4 separate regions of the Sus scrofa genome follow, and regions 1, 3 and 4 are each linked to region 2. A link is a contact called in public Hi-C and HiChIP or PLAC-seq data. All regions are on one chromosome and are shown on one strand. Each heading gives the region's core, a stretch centred on a gene start, on an enhancer-like site or on the middle of the called end of the contact. The rest is flanking DNA. Distances are from core to core; before and after follow the strand shown.

Region 1 (4,229 bases), core at 1,283-3,782, 70 kb before region 2:
TCCACCATCATGTCTTTTTTTCTTACTACCTTTGCCACTTTTCCATCAATCCAGTTTTAATTTTATTTATTTTTCTTTCCATGGGTTAGGTATATGTAGAATCAAAGCTTTGTTTTTACTTTTAATAATCTCAGTTATTAAAAAATGCTTTATTGCCCGTGCTTCCAGAATTGGGAAACCACAACAAACTTTTTTTTTTTTTTTTAAACTCTAAAACAGTCCACCAGTGCAGCTGGAGTCTTCTTAGGAAGGGTTCGGATTCAAGCCAGACTGCCTAAATCATTATCTTAGCTCCATGATTTACATATTATTGGATCTGGGGAAAGACACGTTGTCCCAGGTTCTCTTTGTAAGGGCGGCCGAAAGGACAAGACCCGAGATCAGGCATAAAAGACTTTATTTGCAGGGTATACTACCGGGCTGATTCACAAAGGAGGTCAGCAGTCAGCCTGTTGGGGGAGGGAGATCAGACGTGAGTGCCAAGAAAGGAGGTTTCTGTGCAGAAGCTGATTGGCCATTTCTTATGTTAAAATAGGGTGAAAAGGAAGAGACCAATCTGTGTACTTTCAACAAACTATGTAAATAGGGTGAAAAGAGGAACAGACCAATCAGCTTGGGAGACTTGTTAGTGGGATATGAGCAGAGGTTTAGACACTCTCCTGGGTGAGGTAGTTTTTAAGATTGAGTCACATGATTTGGGGGATGACTTAGTCCTGTCTTAGTTACGTTTCTCCAGAGCAGGGCGAGAGCTTGGAGTCAGGTTTCGTTTTTCTTTTTTTCCTGAGGTGAACCTAACACTCTTGTTTACTTTTTTTTTTTTTAATGGAAAAAGAAAAGAAATAATCAGGTAGGGGTCTATGATTAATTAAATGAATGCAAATAAAGTATGTTGGCTTTATTCAGCACATTGCTACACTGGCTAAACTGGGAATAAGGAAGAAATCAAGAAGTTGAATTCTCCTCAATACGGAAGTGAGAGAAACCAATTAACTATTTTGTGAAAAAGAAAGATAAGATTGAGTAAGCACAGGAGTGTGCCCTTGTTGGTTGCTTGCCTGCTACATGCAGCTTCCTGCTCTGGATTTACTGCACACGCGGGAAGCCTGGGAAGGGTTAGGGATAAAGTCAGCTTCAGGGAGGACACTTCTCTGCAGAAAGGAAAAATGGCTGCGCAGGAGATAGATGGATCCCAGGCTGAGCAAATGTAATCTGTTCCCTGTGGAGATAACTTCAAGATAAAAGATGTATCCTGCTAGGATAAAAGAGAGAGAGTATTTCTCATTCTTGAGATCAAAGATACACTAGCAGAAAGGTTCCTCAGGGGTCTGAGAAAGGAGGGACCAGACCACAGTACCTCCTGACAACTTCTCCGAGAACCTTGTGTTAAATCCATCCTGCCAAAGCCAGAGGAAGCAAGAGCATTGTCCAGTAGAAGGCCTCAGCTCATGGTAACACCAGATCCTTAAGCCACTGGGGCGAGGGATGGAACCTGTGTCCTCAGGGATTCTAAGCAGAGTCGATTCCACTGAGCCAGGACCGGAAAATCCCCTCCACCTCCACCCTAAATGATTTAAAAGGCCTCGCAAGGACATGTTGCTCTCTTCCTCTCTTGCTTCTTTCTCTGTCTGTCTTTATATCTCCCTTTCTCCCTCCCCACCCCACCCCGCCTGTTTTTGTATTTTCTATGCACCTTCTTCTCTCTCTTCTCTCTTTAAATAATTACCTCACTACCTTCAGTCTCTTTGTCAAATTCTTTCTCCAAAAGGGACAAAGATCTGAGGACCTACATCAGGTGGTTAGCGTTCAACATTCTCACCAACAGCCACCGGAGAACAATGGTAATGGCAGAATTATCTGCTCAGAAGCCAGTTTCAGCCAAAGATGATGGTGGTGATAATAAAATTAAAGTAAAAGTGTTAAAGGCCAACCTGCTAACTTTTATTCTTTTATTTTTTTAATTCTTTTCAGTAGGTAGAATGAAGAACTTTCTTATCCGCGCTTGCAGTTAAAAGGAGTGATTTGATCCTCCGTTATGAAGGACATGTGGGTCACGAAATTCTATTCTTATCTCCCTTCAAGGGATGTAATTTTATTTATGTAATTTTATTTCCTGCTATATTTGTGTGTTTTGTGTGCTGTGGGAAACGCTGTCTTTGGTATTTTCTGTACCACCGCAGATCGCCTATTCTCTATTTTTCCTTTCCCTATTAGATTCAAATGTAAAGACAGAGCTTTTCCAGGACCTGAAAAGGAGGTTTAGAAGTCGGAGAGGTACTCGGGCAACTAGCTTTGCTTCCTTTGCAAGTCAAAGCTCTGGAAAGTCATATTTTTTAAAACTGACAAACTAAACGGAATTGTTATAAAACAGTGATAAGATTAAAGAAGCTGGCTTGATTGGTGGAAAATTGACTCAGGAGACCAATGGGAGAGTAGCTCGTTTGCATGCAGCCTGTGACAAACGAACGAATCAGCAGTTTGGAAACCAAGTCTTCATTTGCATAAATCTGTCTACAAATAGGCAGGATCCAGCAGCACAGCCACCATTTTCTTTTCTCTTCAGAGAAAGGGCAGGTAAAATGCCTGAACCAACGAAATCTGCTCCAGCCCCGAAGAAGGGCTCCAAGAAAGCCGTGACCAAGGCGCAGAAAAAAGATGGCAAGAAGCGCAAGCGCAGCCGCAAGGAGAGCTACTCCGTGTACGTGTACAAGGTGCTGAAGCAGGTCCACCCCGACACCGGCATCTCGTCCAAGGCCATGGGCATCATGAACTCCTTCGTCAACGACATCTTCGAGCGCATCGCGGGTGAGGCCTCGCGGCTGGCGCATTACAACAAGCGTCGACCATCACGTCCCGGGAGATCCAGACGGCCGTGCGGCTGCTGCTGCCCGGGGAGTTGGCCAAGCACGCCGTGTCTGAGGGCACCAAGGCCGTTACCAAGTACACCAGCTCCAAGTAAATTTATTTCTAGGCACTGTCAAACCCAAAGGCTCTTTTCAGAGCCACCTCACGTTTTCACAATCTGAGTTGTTCACTAGGACTTTTTAGTTCCTAGAAACTGCATTTAACTCGTGTGAAGGTGGTACTTTAGGAAACACTTTGAAAGTTAACTGTTTTTGTGGTACATCTACTTAACTGTTGTGGTTATGGACAACCGTCCTGTGTACAGGACTCCAGAAACTTTAGCAAGTGGGAGCTAGTAACTGCCTAGGTTTAACCCCAACCTTTGGAACTCTAGATTACCTTTAAAATTTGTACAGGGTGCTCTCTGTGCAAATAGCGGCGCTTTGTGAAGTCTGGTTTTCCGTTTTATGTAAAGCGCCTCCCTATAGTATTTGAGAAGCCATAGTTAGATTTTGAAATCCTGCTCTCTAAAAACTACATCCTCTGTGATGCTGCAGGACCGCGCCCAAGTTCTTTTGGGTGGAATTCCTTTTCTCACTCTTTTAAGCCCTTTTTTACCTAGGTCTTTCAAGTCAACTAAATTTTTAAAAGGCTCTCATCATTGGACTTTTTCTAAATATACAATCTTCTCCCTACTTCCCTGACTCGTTTTACAAAGCGGACCTGCAAAATTCACAGAATTCTATGTTCAGAATAAACAGTTTTAATATTGTGGTCACATAAAATAATCTGCAGCCTCCTATTAGCCCCTATCACTGTCAAGCTCCCTTCCTAGACCAGGGCCTTATTCTTCCTCCAGCTTTCCTGTTCTGTTTATGTGCTTCACAGCCTTTGGATGATTCCCCCCCTCCCCCCAAACTTGATAAAATCTGAAATCTGCTATAGGGAGTTCCCCTTGTGGCTTATCAGGGTTATGAACTCGATTAGTATCCATGAGGACTCGGGTTTGATCCCTGGCTCTGCTCAGTGGGTTAAGGATCCAGCGTTGTGGTGAGCCCTGGTGTAGGCCGGCATCTGTAGCAGCTGCGATTCGACCCGAGGCTGGGAACTATGCCAGTGGTTACAGGTTTAAGAAGCAAGCAAGAAAGAAAAAAATCGGCTGTGGCTACAAGCCCTGCAAGGTCTGGCCCTCACCTAACTCTCCTTTCTGGTTTGGAAGTCCCTCTCCCCAACGGTCTTATTTATTTTTTTATTTTATTTTATTTTGGCCATCCTGCGGCATATGGAGTTCTCTGGCCAGGGATCGGATCAGAGCCACAAACATGACCTAAGCCACAACTGAGACAAGGAGGGTTTCTTAACACACTGTGCCTGGCAGGGAATGGAAC
Region 2 (4,140 bases), core at 350-2,849:
ACGGCCTTTCTTTGTTCCTCGGCCTCGCCGCCATTTTGAGCCCGGACCACGGACGGGGGAGGGGAGGCTTGCGGCGCTCCGCCGCGGGCCGTTTAAGCTGAATTCTCTCTAGTATTCAACACCAGACGTACACGACTCAAATTGGAATGCTCCAGAACTGAAAAAGGAATCCTTCGGGGTAGAAAGTACCGTAACTTACTTCACTGGCCCATGAACGTAAAGCTGGACGATAAACATCAGCCTAAAACCACGTTACCCGAAGCGCAAACACACAGCCCAGCACACTTCCAAAGCCTTAGGACGCGAGCTAAAAAGTACTAGTTTTAGTTTAAAACGTACACACTTCGTTATCTGCTTTCACAAACACCGAAGTATAAAAGAAATCAGCAAGTGCCGGCTCTTTCGCAGAAACACGTGGGCGGCCCTGAAAAGGGCCTTTGGTGGAAAATGTTAGGTGGCAGGAATCGGGAGACTTAACCGCCAAAGCCGTAGAGGGTGCGGCCCTGGCGCTTCAGCGCGTAGACGACATCCATGGCGGTGACGGTCTTGCGCTTGGCGTGCTCGGTGTAGGTGACGGCGTCCCGGATGACGTTCTCCAAGAACACCTTCAGAACCCCACGGGTCTCCTCGTAGATGAGCCCAGAGATGCGCTTGACCCCCCCACGCCGAGCCAAACGACGAATGGCGGGCTTGGTAATACCCTGGATGTTATCCCGCAAGACCTTACGGTGGCGCTTGGCGCCCCCCTTTCCGAGCCCCTTTCCGCCTTTACCACGACCAGACATGGCAGCGAGGATTCGGAAAGCTTGCAGAAAAGTGAGAGACCGAAGAGGCAATTGCCTTATATGAGCGGATTGCGGACCGAATTGAAGACTGAGGGCGCGCTCTCCGGAACACTTTCATTTATCCTGCCGGCCCCTCCCTTCGTGGGCCCGTTGAGTAGTGACGTCATGACGCCTTAGTCCCCGCCCGCCTAGAGAACCCTCGGCTAAGTTATTGGTCGCTGATCCGGCATCTCTAAGTGGAAATTTTCGGACCTATTTTACAAATTCGTCAGACTACAGAAATCAACTTTTTTTAAAACTGATTTTTTTAAAACTGATTATCTTCCCGTTTGGGATGCTTTGAGACAATTGCGCAGAAGCCTTGACCCACACGACCGGAACTGCTGCAACCTTCGTAAGAATGCTTTGCCCCCCACGTTTACGGTGCCACCAGTATTACTGCTCCCTGCAAACAAAATTCTTCAAACCCAAGACCCACTCCGGAGTTTAAAAACTGCAAGATTTCAGCTTCATCACCAAGCCAAGGGAAATTTGACCAAAACGATTTTCTTACCAAAACCGAATATCTGGTTGGTTAGTGATTCTGTGGCTCGCCCGCCACGCGGACGCCCGTGTTCATTTCCCGTTTTGTTTTCTTTCCTTTCCCTGTATGTTAAATCCTGTAATTCTCATTTAATTATGTAACAATTTACCTCACCTCTGAGCCCAGTACCTTAACACTGTGTTAATGTTTACTACTCTTCATTTTATTTTCTCTGATTCTGGTAGCGAGATTGTTGCGGAGATTTGGCAACTTGTAGTCAAGGTATTGAAATAAATAAGCGACTTCTGACAGATTTCTTTAGAGGCCAAGTCTCCGCTGATTCACGTTAACTACATTACAAGTAAACCTTTTTGTAACAAGCAGCAGAGTGGCGCAGCGGAAGCGTGCTGGGCCCATAACCCAGAGGTCGATGGATCGAAACCATCCTCTGCTAACTACTGTTTTTCTTTCTTTCTCCCTTCCTCATTACTTCTCTAGTTAAAATTCTGTAGCTTGGTCTCACAATAACGAAAGAAAATAAAATGCCACTCTCCCCCCCTTTTTTTTAAATGCTGGAACTAAAATGGTTTCCTGAAAACAAACGTGAAACTGTTATGTGAGTTCTTCTGGATGCCAGAGTGACCATGCTATTGTTGCCACCAGTTATCTTGACAGATCTCCTAGCCCTGTGAAGCCAGGAAAATGCTGAAATAAACTGGGCAGAGGTGAAAGCCAAGACATTGAGTTATATTTCCTTCTATAGCATAACTCGGAAAGCACCACTTTTAGGTAATTGTGGCCATGTGGTTAAGGTAATAGACTAGACATCTACAGGCGCTGATCCTAGCGCTGATTCTTTGCAACTATTAGAGTTTTAATCTTGGGAATAAATAAGCAGCAGTTTGAGAGAGGGCAAAGTTTTGGTGGCCATGATTATACTCTGACCTGAAGAAAAACCACTTTGGCCTCTGCTGGTAAATGAGTTTTTACCCTCTACCTTCCTTTACAATTTCTAACAGAACTATTCTCTATTTCTAACAGAACAGAACTATTTCTAACAGAACATGCTCATTTTTAAAATATATGTGTGGACTGTTTTATACTTCTCTCTCTCAGAAAGGATTCCTATTCAGATATCTATGTGTTAGTTGCCTGCTAGGTGCTAAGGCATTAAGTAGCCTGCAGTGTAGGCATGCTTTTAAACAAGTAAGTATGTAAGTATGTATAATACAAGAATGTATAATATAGACATTTCTTTTAGAAGATTGTACACTAAGTGAGTTGGGAACAAGGGTAATTATGGCTGTTTCTGTCCACCCTAGGGCCACGCAGTAGTTGGTGATTCACAGGAAGGATTCGCATGAATCAACATATACCCAAGGTTAAAATTTCTTACAGCAAAGGAGAAAGTGCAGACACAACAAAGAAAAGATATACACAAGCAAATACTAGAGAAGGCTTTCTTGCCTTCCATCTTCAGGAATGACACAGATGCCCTTCCTGACTGAAGCGGAAAGTCATGGAAAGCAAGACACCTGTCATGCTCAACAATTTTTGCCTGGATTTCCTTGCCAATGATATCAAAGATGGAGTGTGTATCTTTTCCTTGCTGCGCCCTATATATATATATATGTGTATATATATGTGTATATATGTGTGTATATATGTATATATATGTATATATGTATATATATGTATATATGTATATATATGTGTATATATGTATATATGTGTATATATGTATATATGTGTATATATGTATATATATGTGTATATATGTGTATATATATGTGTATATATATATGTGTGTGTATATATATATATATATTCACAATTTTGTATATGTATACATATAATATCTTAATTTGACCACTCCAAACTTGGATGTTTAGTGCACGAATTAACATGTCAAAAAAAAAAGAAAGAAAGAAAAAATTTAACATATCCAAACTGAACTTTTCATCCTAACCCCATACACGTACATTCTACCCACAAAATGCTCCTTCTCCTCCTTCTGTGGTGATCGCCCATCTCAGCAAATGGAAACTTTGTTGTTAACAGCAAAAAATCTTGGAGATGTATATGACTTCTCTATTTCTCTCACACTCTCAATCCAATCAGCAAGTCCTTCAAACCATAGTCAAAATTCAACCACTTCTCACCACTTCCACCAACACTATTCGCTATGGTTTAGCCACCATCTTCCTGCTTCCAGGAAGAGACGAAGAGAGAAAACAAGTCCAGCTTCAAATATATGCAGAATAGAAGGATTTTTGTTGTTGATGATGTTGTTAAATAATCTCCATCAAAAAGAAAATGTATATGAGAAACTCAGCACATTTATACTGAGCTTCTACTATTTGCCAAATGCTATTCTGTGTGAAAGGGCACATTTCTATACAACAGAAGCTGCTAATTTACTAATCAAGAAAAGCCAAGATGTATTATAAATAAACCAGGAAGGGCAACGCTCACAGGGCCTCACGGGTTTCTTTCTTAATTTAAGAAAATTAAGTAACTGCCTAATATGTAGGCTCTCGACATTATCTTCAAAGGAGATACATGTGGTCACAGAGATTCACCAAAAAGCTTCAAAGGAACCATTCAAAATGTAACTTTAAATGTTTACCTTGTTATTGGCCCTAGCCATCTACAGAATATTATAAATTCTACAAATATATTAACCATAAAATGATTTTATTGCAACACGTTTTTGTGTTGATTCATCTATTAAATGTAAAAATTGTCACAGTCAAAATTTGTGTAATTTTACCGTAGTGTTTATTTCTTAAATATATGGAAGCCTCACATAATAGTAATGGCCCTGGACCT
Region 3 (4,821 bases), core at 251-2,750, 87 kb after region 2:
TCCTATTCCTTTTCCCGTTTGTTTTATTCTTCCCTCTAAGTGCTTATCACTATTATTTTATTTATTTAGTGCTTTATTACCGTCTTCGCTACTTCCATACAGTCTTCTTCAGGGCAAGGATGACATCTATTTTCTTTCTTTTGTGAAAAAAAAATTTTATTTTATTTATATTACTCAATGAATTTATTACATTTGTAGTTGTATAATGCATTTCCATCCCAAACCTCCAGCATCCCCCTACCCAAATCTATTTTCTTGACAGTTGTATTTCCGGTACCTTGAATGGTAATATCGGTTGAATGAATGAATTATTGAATGGGGGTGATACTGAGGCCGAGAGAGTGCCAGGCTTGCCTCCTACCGCCATTTTTCGGTTGGTTCAGACACACTGAGACAGGACTACAGACACTGGGGGACGCGCGTGCAAGCAAAGTGGCTGCCTGGGAGTCCACGCGCTGCAAGTCTGAACTAGCTAGGACAACGCAACTTGCAGGCCCAGGCGCAGACCGCACCGCGTGAAGCAGCGCCGCCGCCTTGTTTCTGATGAAGGCATGCCCGCCTGAAAAGTGTACACACGCCGGGCCAGTGGCGCAATGGATAACGCGTCTGACTACGGATCAGAAGATTCCAGGTTCGACTCCTGGCTGGCTCGATGTGCGTGGTTACTTTTTACTTACCTCCTCTGCCTACCGCTGAGACGTTCGATCAAGTTAGGAAATCCTTATAAAGTGAGGTGTGCCTGGAAGTCTCGGGAGCGAGAAAGCGCCAGTTTTAACCGCAACGGGAGACGTCACTCCTTAGCAGAGCAATTCCGCGTACGGCCATGAGGTGGCGCCAGCGGGAGAAATGCGCGCGGGCCGGGTGTCACGCCCAGCTTCGCCAGTCCATTCTAACTAAAGGTAACATAGTAAACAAAGGGAAAGAAATTAAAATCTAGTTCAGACTGAGAAATGGTAGTGAAGGGGTTAAAGTCGCATTCGTTCTCCCCTATCCAGCCATTTCCGGAATAAATTATTAAGAACTCGGCTCCAGATCTATGCGCCCTACGGGCTTGGCTTTCGCATTTAATTGGCTTCTCTGATTTAGGAGAATGGTACACAGACGCCAAGTGCACGTTAACGACGGAGATTTACAGGAACGGAGCAAATGGGCAGCGGAGGCATGGGGGTGGGGAGTTCCGTAGAATGAACTACCAGTCGGGGAAAACCATCACCGCAAGGTTTCCGTAGTGTAGTGGTTATCACGTTCGCCTCACACGCGAAAGGTCCCCGGTTCGAAACCGGGCGGAAACAAACGTTTTTCTACCACCATACATTTCCTTTAAACCATTTATTTGAAAAAATCATAAATACGTTTCCCTCCTTTTCTTATCTCACTTGTCCCGGCCTGTGGTGCTGTGGCGACACTATTCAAAGTAGGTCCGGAGTCTGCGGCCCCCGGAGGCGGACACTAGTATCACGAGGGGAGAACCGGGCTGTCCCCGACTGCGACGCGAGGTGGCCCGACGCCCGCAGCCCCGGAAGCGCATCCCCGCCTTGCCTTGCCTTCCTGTTCCCGGCTGTGCCGGGCTCCGGGCGTCTCTCCACGATCGCAGGGTTCACGCCGGCCCTGCCCCAGCCGAGGGCACCTGCGCAGCAGGCCGGCAGTCGGGAGCCCCGCGCCGCTCGGACGGCCGCGAGACTCGGGTAAGCACCTCGGAAGGAGGCCTTTGCGAGCGTCTCCGGAAAATGGGGGGAGTGCGGCCGCCCTGCCTAGATTCGGGACCCTCCTGCAATCCGGCCCTCGTAGTGATGAGGTCACCTAGGGTCCCCCCCACCTCCGCCTTGCCTCCCATTCTCAAGAATAGCGGAATTCGGGAGGGGAGGGTCATTACAGGCCCTGCTGGAGTGAGAAGTCTCCAGGGAAGCTCTAGGGCAGAAAAAGGAGAAGCAAGAAGAGGATTTGAAAGCATAGGGCCCGCAGGGCTGTGGCCCTGAATAGGTCTGCCACTGGCCTGGGCTCTTTCTCCCCTCTCCTCTCCATCTTAGGCGGCCTCACCTCTGAGAATCCCCTCCTCAGTGGCCACCGAAGGGCTGAGCTTTCCACCACTTGGGCCTTCTGCTCTCCCTGTCAAAAAGAAAAAAGCATCCCAAAGTTAAGAAATAGACCAACTGTTGCATATTGCCTTGAGTCTTGAGAAAAGTCCCTGGCAATACCTGTTTTAAATCAGGACTTGGGCCCTGGTGTTTGGCCTCGTACCTCTGTTTCTGACATGGCCTGCTTCAGTGTTAATGGAAGAAAAACATTATACAATTTGTATAAAATTATATGTATGTAACACCATACAGCTTCAACATAGCCTCTAGATTTTCTTCTTAGGTGTATTATTATTACTGTTGTTGTTACTGTTTCTAAGGGTAACCAAGCCTAGTCTCTCAGATGGCAATGTTCCAGATTCCCTCAAATGACTGATATGAATGTGATGTTTTTATAACCATAAGACAAGTAAGAGCAATACTTACGTAATGAACTGTTTTCCTGGTTTTTTTTTTCTTTCTTTCTTTCTTTTTTAAACAGGCAACTTGTATAAGCATCCCTTCCCCAGCCCTGTCACTCCCTCATTTTCATACTTTCTCTGAAAGACACATGCTTTTGTCATCTTGTTGTTTCCCTTCTTAACAAGGCAATAAGTTGGACAGGTGCTCGATGCAAATTTGTCTAAGACATTTCCATTTAAAAACCCCTCTATACCACTCAGAAATACATGTGAGTTCATATGGTGCCTTCCAGGAGCAAGGGTCTCAGGGTCCTGGAGGTGTTGGGTTTTGTCCTCTCCATCTTTCTCTGAGGCCAAACCACAGGAATACTTTTTTTTTTTTTCCCCTTACCCAAGGCTGTTTATTTCTGTGCAAAACCATGTTTCTCTTTTGTACAAAGAGCACCCCACCGTTACCTCTCCCTCTCTGCACATGTCAGTGCCCTAGGCCTGAGAGGCATTCCCCCAGGAGGGGGCTGAAGTAAGGCCCCACCCATCAGCCCTTACTCTCCCTGCTCCCGCTCAGGAGACAAGCAGACTCAAGATGAAAGAGAAAAAAACCATGGGAAAAAGATTTTGAGAGTTCCCGCTGTGGCACAGTGGGTAAGGACCACAGCCGTGGTGTAGGTCACAGTTGTGACTGGAATTCAGTCCCTGGCCAGGTAACTTCCATATGCTGCAGGTGCAGCCATTAAAAAAATAAAAAATAAAAATAAAAAAGTCCCACCGTGTTTGTGAATGCCAGCTATAAGCCTGGGTCCTAATTATTCAAATTCAAAATCACTTTCTGTGTTTATTTGTTCCACATCTGCTGGGCCCTTGATATTGTCAGGCAACTTAGTTGTCTCCAATCTGATGGATGTGAAATGTTATATCTTGTGGGTTTTGTATTCATGTCCCATATTACCAATGAAGTTTACTCTTTTTTTTGCTTTTTCACCATTCATGCTTTTTCTAAGAAGTAGTTATTAACCCCTTTGGCCCATTGTTTTTAAATTTTCATTTTGTCCTTTACTCACAGATCTGTAAGAATTCTTTCAGTATTATGGATGCTAATCCTGTCAGTTATATATACTATGAATGCCTTTCTCCAGCTTGTAACATTTTTTTTTTTACTTTTTTATGCATCTTTTTGTCATATACAAATTACTAATTTTAATATAGTCAAACTTGAAATTTTTTTACATTATTTTATTTATTTTATTTTTAGGGCCACACCCCTGCGGAATATGGAAGGTCCCTGGCCGGCCTATGCCACAGCCACAGCAACACCAGATCTGAGCGGCATATGGAAGTTACACTGCTGCTTGAGGCAATGCCTACCCCACTGAGCAAGGCCGGGAATCGAACCCTCATCCTCACAGATACTTGCTGAACAATAAGAAGTCCCAATTCGAATTTTAATGTAGTTAAATTTGTCCGTCTTTTTATGGTTTACATTGTTCATGTCTTGTTAAAGAAATCTTTCTAGGAGCAGTGAGGAAGACAGAAGAACTCCTTGGGCTGGCAAAGCCATCTGCCAAGCACTGCTGCCACCATGCCTAAGAGAAAGGCCAAAGGAGATGCTAAAGGTGACAAAGCGAAGGCGAAAGATGAGCCACAGAGAAGATCGGCACGGTTGTCTGCTAAACCTGCCCCTCCAAAACCAGAGCCCAGGCCGAAAAAAGCCCTTGCAAAGAAGGCAGAGAAGCTAGCGAAAGGGAGAAAGGGGAAAGCCGAAGGTGGCAAGGATGGGAACAACCCAGCCAAAAACCGAGATGCCTCCACAGACCAGTCACAGAAAGCAGAAAGCGCTGGGGATGCCAAGTGAAGCGTACTTTTCAATGGCTCTGTACTTCCAGTGACTCTACTGTTTGAAATACTATTTTTTACATCAAATTTTATTAAAAGGTAGAGTTTTTTTAAGTTATGTTATTAGCACACAAGACACTTTGTTGTGGTCTTTTATGGAAAGGGCAAATAACCACTAGTAGAATGTCTCAGAAACTGGATTGAAATGGGTGAAAATAGGATTTTCTCTCCTTGTATTTGAAGATTTCTTGGTTCCAGATACCCTGACATTCATACATGGCAGCCACTATGGGTCAGAGGCCTCATAGCGTGGGGAAGCAAAACTTCATTTCATCTCATCTCCTGATGCCATCAGGTGTCTTTGACTTCCTGAAACCAAGAGTCATGACACAGCCTTGGCACTGCTAGAATCAGCTGTGTCAAACAAAAATAATCTGGCTTTCTGGTGATGCCAGCAAGATGGTCTTGCTCAAAAAAGCCAGGATTCCTGTTTGCATTTGGTGGATCATCTCATT
Region 4 (4,491 bases), core at 929-3,428, 91 kb before region 2:
AGGAAAAGAATTATCCTAAGTAATTGTTTAAAAACCCAGATGCAGCAGATAGAAATAAAACCATGGCTGCATAGGTTGATGTCCCAGGGGTCCAAAATTTAACTCCATATGAGCAATAATTTGTTTAACATTAAACTAAACCAGTTTGATGAACTCAAATGCCCTCGGCTCAATAGGCAGGACTCTCCGAGGAGCCTGTGTTACTTCCCTCACTTAAGCGCAGATTTATAATAAAAATCTTAATGCCAGTGACATGGTTTTTGGACATATAAGAAGCTAACCACTTGGAGAATCATACTTGAGAGGTCAAAAAACTCCACAGTTAAAGATCAGTTTATAATTTACGAAGAAAATAGAAAGTTTTGTTTCTCTGAGTTGAAATTTGACGAGCACGGTGGGAAATATTGCTGGGTTTTGGCATAAGGTTTTGTGCTTTCCTCATAATTTGAGACTTGCGTGAAGCCTGAGGCTTCGGGGATCATTTTCTGAGAAAAATTGGGCAATTCGGTCGAGAGAATTTTGATATTTTTGGCATTTTTTGAGGTGTAACAAACACAACTCGGGATCCGAGAGGACACTCTGCGGCTGCCAGCGAGGCGGGCTGGACAGCGCACCAATCACGGCGCAGCTCCGCCCTATATAAACGGGCGGGCGCAGCGGCGCGGCCCGAGTCCCGGCCAGTGCCTCTGTTTCCGGCTCGAATTGCTCTCCCACGCCCGCCTTCAACATGTCCGAGACTGCGCCTGCCGCGCCGGCTGCTCCGGCCCCTGCGGAGAAGACGCCAGTGAAAAAGAAGGCCCGCAAGTCTGCAGGTGCTGCGAAGCGCAAGGCGTCTGGACCTCCCGTGTCCGAGCTCATCACTAAGGCTGTCGCCGCCTCCAAGGAGCGCAGCGGCGTGTCCTTGGCTGCGCTCAAAAAGGCGCTGGCGGCCGCTGGCTACGATGTGGAGAAGAACAACAGCCGTATCAAGTTGGGTCTGAAGAGTTTGGTGAGCAAGGGCACCCTGGTGCAAACCAAGGGCACTGGCGCCTCCGGCTCTTTCAAGCTCAACAAGAAGGCGGCCACCGGGGAAGCGAAACCCAAAGCCAAGAAAACGGGCGCGGCTAAGCCCAAAAAGCCCGCGGGAGCGGCTAAGAAGCCCAAGAAGGCGACGGGGACGGCCACCCCGAAGAAGAGCGCCAAAAAGACTCCAAAGAAGGCGAAGAAGCCTGCCGCGGCTGCAGGAGCCAAAAAAGCAAAGAGCCCCAAAAAAGCGAGAGCCGCCAAGCCTAAGAAGGCGCCCAAGAGCCCAGCGAAGGCCAAAGCGGTGAAACCTAAGGCGGCTAAACCAAAGACCGCCAAGCCCAAGGCAGCCAAGCCAAAGAAGGCGGCAGCCAAGAAGAAATAGGAAGTCCCTTTGGCCAACGGCTTACAAGCTCTACACAACCCAAAGGCTCTTTTCAGAGCCACCCACAGATCTCCGGAAAAGAGCTGTTGCACACTCTTAAGGGGGCGTGGCTGGGAGGAAAAGGCTGCGAGTTAAAGGGCGGGCCTCCGGGGACGGGAGGTGGGTCTTCATAGCGATTCATTTAAAACCTGTGGGAGGTGTAGCGGGCCGGGTATTTTGTCTGTCCCGAGTTTGGTTGGGTAGAAGGCCCACATCTTGCACACGTTTGGGAGTCAGGACTGATTCCGTTCGTGTTGCCCTAGCGCTATCTTCTAAGTATCCATTGCACAAATGTTAAGGTTAACGAACGTGAACTTGAAGGTGACCCAGCTCACCTTCAAGTTGATGTATGTGGTGGCTGCAAATTATTAGCTGTCCCAGGCGCAGGATAAGGCGTTTGCCCACCAACTTCATCAGCAGGACACTTAGATGGCTGCTAGTTGCGTGCAAACCCAATGCACCGAGTTATTAAAACTAACCCGTTCTAGGCTAAGCAGCCTTCTCTTAGCGGTGAAATACAGAGTGCAACTACTTGAAAAAACTATTTATACTAGCTGTGAGTAGCCTAGTCCAAGCCCTCTGATTGGGTCGAAGCAAAGTAAGTTAACAGCCAATGGAAACGTAGACCTGCAAGTTTCATTTACATTCGTGTTTGTGACGCCACAATAAAATTAATCCAATCGTGAGCGAAACCTTACTAACCTCATTTGAATACCGCATCTATAAATAAATGTGGCCTCACCCTGACTGACTATTTTCCCAGGTGTTAGCCTTGCAGTTCTAACTTTTAACGCTGCTATGCCTGAACCCACCAAATCTGCTCCCGCCCCGAAGAAGGGGTCCAAGAAAGCGGTGACTAAGGCGCAGAAGAAGGATGGCAAGAAGCGCAAGCGCAGCCGCAAGGAGAGCTACTCCGTGTACGTGTACAAGGTGCTGAAGCAGGTCCACCCGGACACTGGCATCTCGTCCAAAGCCATGGGCATCATGAACTCCTTTGTCAACGACATCTTCGAGCGCATCGCGGGTGAGGCCTCGCGGCTGGCGCATTACAACAAGCGCTCGACCATCACGTCCCGGGAGATCCAGACGGCCGTGCGGCTGCTGCTGCCCGGGGAGCTGGCCAAGCACGCCGTGTCCGAGGGCACTAAGGCCGTCACCAAGTACACCAGCTCCAAATAAATTTGCCAAGTAAGCATCTTTACTGTTAACCCCAAAGGCTCTTTTAAGAGCCACGCATGCTCTCAGCAAATGAGTTGTAATTGTTTAATTCCAAAGACTACTTTTTGAGTTCCCCCAAATTTAAAGTTTCGTTGCCATGCTTTAGTGCTCCAATAACAGCTACTTAGGAAATACTTATGAAGAACCTACGCAATAACTATGTGCCATAGGTTGCGGGTTCACTGTGGGCAAGTACCGATGAATTATTTAATGTCACCTAACTAAATGTTAGTTTGCACTCAAAATGCCATTTCAAGGGTACACCTTTCCTTTCCGTGTGTAGGTCTCCAAGTTGATCCTGGCGTTGTTCCAGAACTTGCGGATGACAGATTACCCAGAGCAGGAAACAGCATGCTCTGACAACTTCATTCTGCACTTTTTCTATTCTATTTTTCTTTTTTCTTTTTCAAGCCATGTAGACATATCTGAAAAAAGGCTGAAGACAATGTGAGTTTTCACAGATATATTGCAAAGGCTTTACTGGTTTGCTTGCTTTGTAATTGGTGCAGTTCTGCTTGAGGTTCTGAGCAGCGGCAGGGGAGGTAAAGGAGAAGCCCAAACTATCCTAAAGGATCCGACGGAAGGGAAAAGGAAAGGGAAGCCGTCTTTGAAATCCCTTGAAATCCTCTCAGCTACTCTATCTTCTTTCCCAGAAAGTCCTAATTAATTCTTAGTCCTGGGGGCGGGGCAGCATTCAGCTTTAATATTCTCTGGGTCAAAAGAGAGAAGCCCAAACTCTCAATCGGTTAATGTGTCGGAATCAGGGCTTAAGCCCCCTTTTCAGCACCCTTACCGCTTTACCGAATGTCCCCGAGCATCAAGGGTAGAGAGGAAGTAGAAAGGGAAGGGCAGGCAGCCCCTTCTGGCAGCAGTTGGCTTTTGCTGCACTAAGTCGGATAGCCTTAAGTGTTTTCATTGCTGGGGAAGATAAAACCTCTGAAAGGAAGTGGGGGCGGGGGAGCCTGTGGCAGGAAGGAAAGGAATCGATAATCAGAGGTGGCCAAGAAAATTGCAAAGTAGATGAGGCTGGACTGGGAGTGAAGTGCTGATTGAGATGGAAAATCTCAATGGTAGGCAGTGGTATTGTAGGCTGAGAGAAGAATGAATTTAGAAACTCTAGGGTTCTCACATCTCCCAAACAGAGAGATTCATGGATCATGGGGATAGATTTTCCATAATAAGGCAATCTGGGTACTTGGATGGACAATTAAAATTTAGAAACGTATTTTTTAAAATTATAAAAACAACAAAGAGCCACTACAAAAGTAAGGAACTCTCAGACCCAGGGGTTTGGTCCATGTTGAAACCACAAGCGCCTCAGCTGGCGTCACCCAAACCTAAGCTGTGTTTTTTATGGTGTTATGTGAAGACTGGCCCTGGTGGGGAGCCTGATAAGAACTCTTTTCCAGTGAAGCTGAGACACCAGACCAGAATAAACTAGTAATAAACATGCACACATACAACTCATCATTGATGATTGCAAAGTTGGCCCTGAGCCTTGTTGCCTGGCAAGCGGATGCTACTGCTGAGAATTTGGACTATAAGCCAGCCTTCGCTCTTACTCATTTCATCATTAATACTGCGAGGATTCAAAACACCCAGGGTGCAGAGTTCCTACTGTGGCGCAGTGGTTAAAGAATCCAACTAGGAACTATGAGGTTTCGGGTTCAATCCCTGGCCTTGCTCAGTGGGTTAAGGATCCGGCGTTGCCGTGAGCTGTGGTGTAGGTCACAGACACGACTCAGATCCTTGTTGCTGTGGCTGTGGTGTAGGCCGATGGCTACAGTTCTGATTAGACCCCTAGCCTGGGAATCTCCATATGCTGCAGAAGCAGCCCTAGAAAAGGC

What was found. A called contact is a pair of places that touch in the nucleus more often than the background predicts. HiChIP or PLAC-seq counts read pairs in DNA pulled down with a chosen protein or histone mark.
Region 1: an H3K27ac HiChIP or PLAC-seq map of alveolar macrophages shows a contact between it and region 2. The contact joins the promoter of LOC100156127 here to the promoter of LOC110261673 in region 2. A contact is called at or near these places in 2 of 5 promoter capture datasets (fetal liver and liver), 12 of 47 Hi-C or Micro-C datasets (adipocytes, alveolar macrophages, epiblast stem cells and 6 more) and 2 of 2 datasets of contacts at active chromatin or transcription factors (alveolar macrophages and skeletal muscle).
Region 3: a contact with region 2 is called in a Hi-C map of liver, with 1.7 times the contacts expected there. The contact joins the promoter of HMGN4 here to the promoter of LOC110261673 in region 2. A contact is called at or near these places in 4 of 5 promoter capture datasets (fetal liver, fetal skeletal muscle and liver), 29 of 47 Hi-C or Micro-C datasets (adipose tissue, alveolar macrophages, blood and 16 more) and 2 of 2 datasets of contacts at active chromatin or transcription factors (alveolar macrophages and skeletal muscle).
Region 4: a contact with region 2 is called in an H3K27ac HiChIP or PLAC-seq map of skeletal muscle. The contact joins the promoter of HIST1H2BD here to the promoter of LOC110261673 in region 2. A contact is called at or near these places in 1 of 5 promoter capture datasets (liver), 7 of 47 Hi-C or Micro-C datasets (fetal skeletal muscle, heart right ventricle, liver and 3 more) and 2 of 2 datasets of contacts at active chromatin or transcription factors (alveolar macrophages and skeletal muscle).

Annotation. Positions count from the first base shown.
Region 1 is chr7:20,839,653-20,843,881 of Sscrofa11.1, forward strand. LOC100156127 (histone H2B type 1-M) reads left to right here and starts at 2,533. Exons shown (of 2, transcript XM_001927939.5): 1 at 2,533-2,835; 2 at 2,838-3,007. The coding sequence starts at 2,577. The coding sequence ends at 2,956.
Region 2 is chr7:20,910,775-20,914,914 of Sscrofa11.1, forward strand. LOC110261673 (histone H4) reads right to left here and starts at 1,600. Exons shown (of 1, transcript XM_021099847.1): 1 at 1-1,600. The coding sequence starts at 785. The coding sequence ends at 474. TRNAM-CAU (a tRNA gene) reads left to right here and starts at 1,691; the gene lies at 1,691-1,762.
Region 3 is chr7:20,997,413-21,002,233 of Sscrofa11.1, forward strand. It overlaps HMGN4 (high mobility group nucleosome-binding domain-containing protein 4), which reads left to right and starts at 1,501. Exons shown (of 2, transcript XM_001928253.7): 1 at 1,501-1,685; 2 at 3,975-4,821. The coding sequence starts at 4,053. The coding sequence ends at 4,325. TRNAR-ACG (a tRNA gene) reads left to right here and starts at 580; the gene lies at 580-652. It overlaps TRNAV-CAC (a tRNA gene), which reads left to right and starts at 1,220; the gene lies at 1,220-1,292.
Region 4 is chr7:20,818,912-20,823,402 of Sscrofa11.1, forward strand. It overlaps HIST1H2BD (histone cluster 1, H2bd), which reads left to right and starts at 2,179. Exons shown (of 2, transcript NM_001243656.1): 1 at 2,179-2,614. The coding sequence starts at 2,225. The coding sequence ends at 2,605.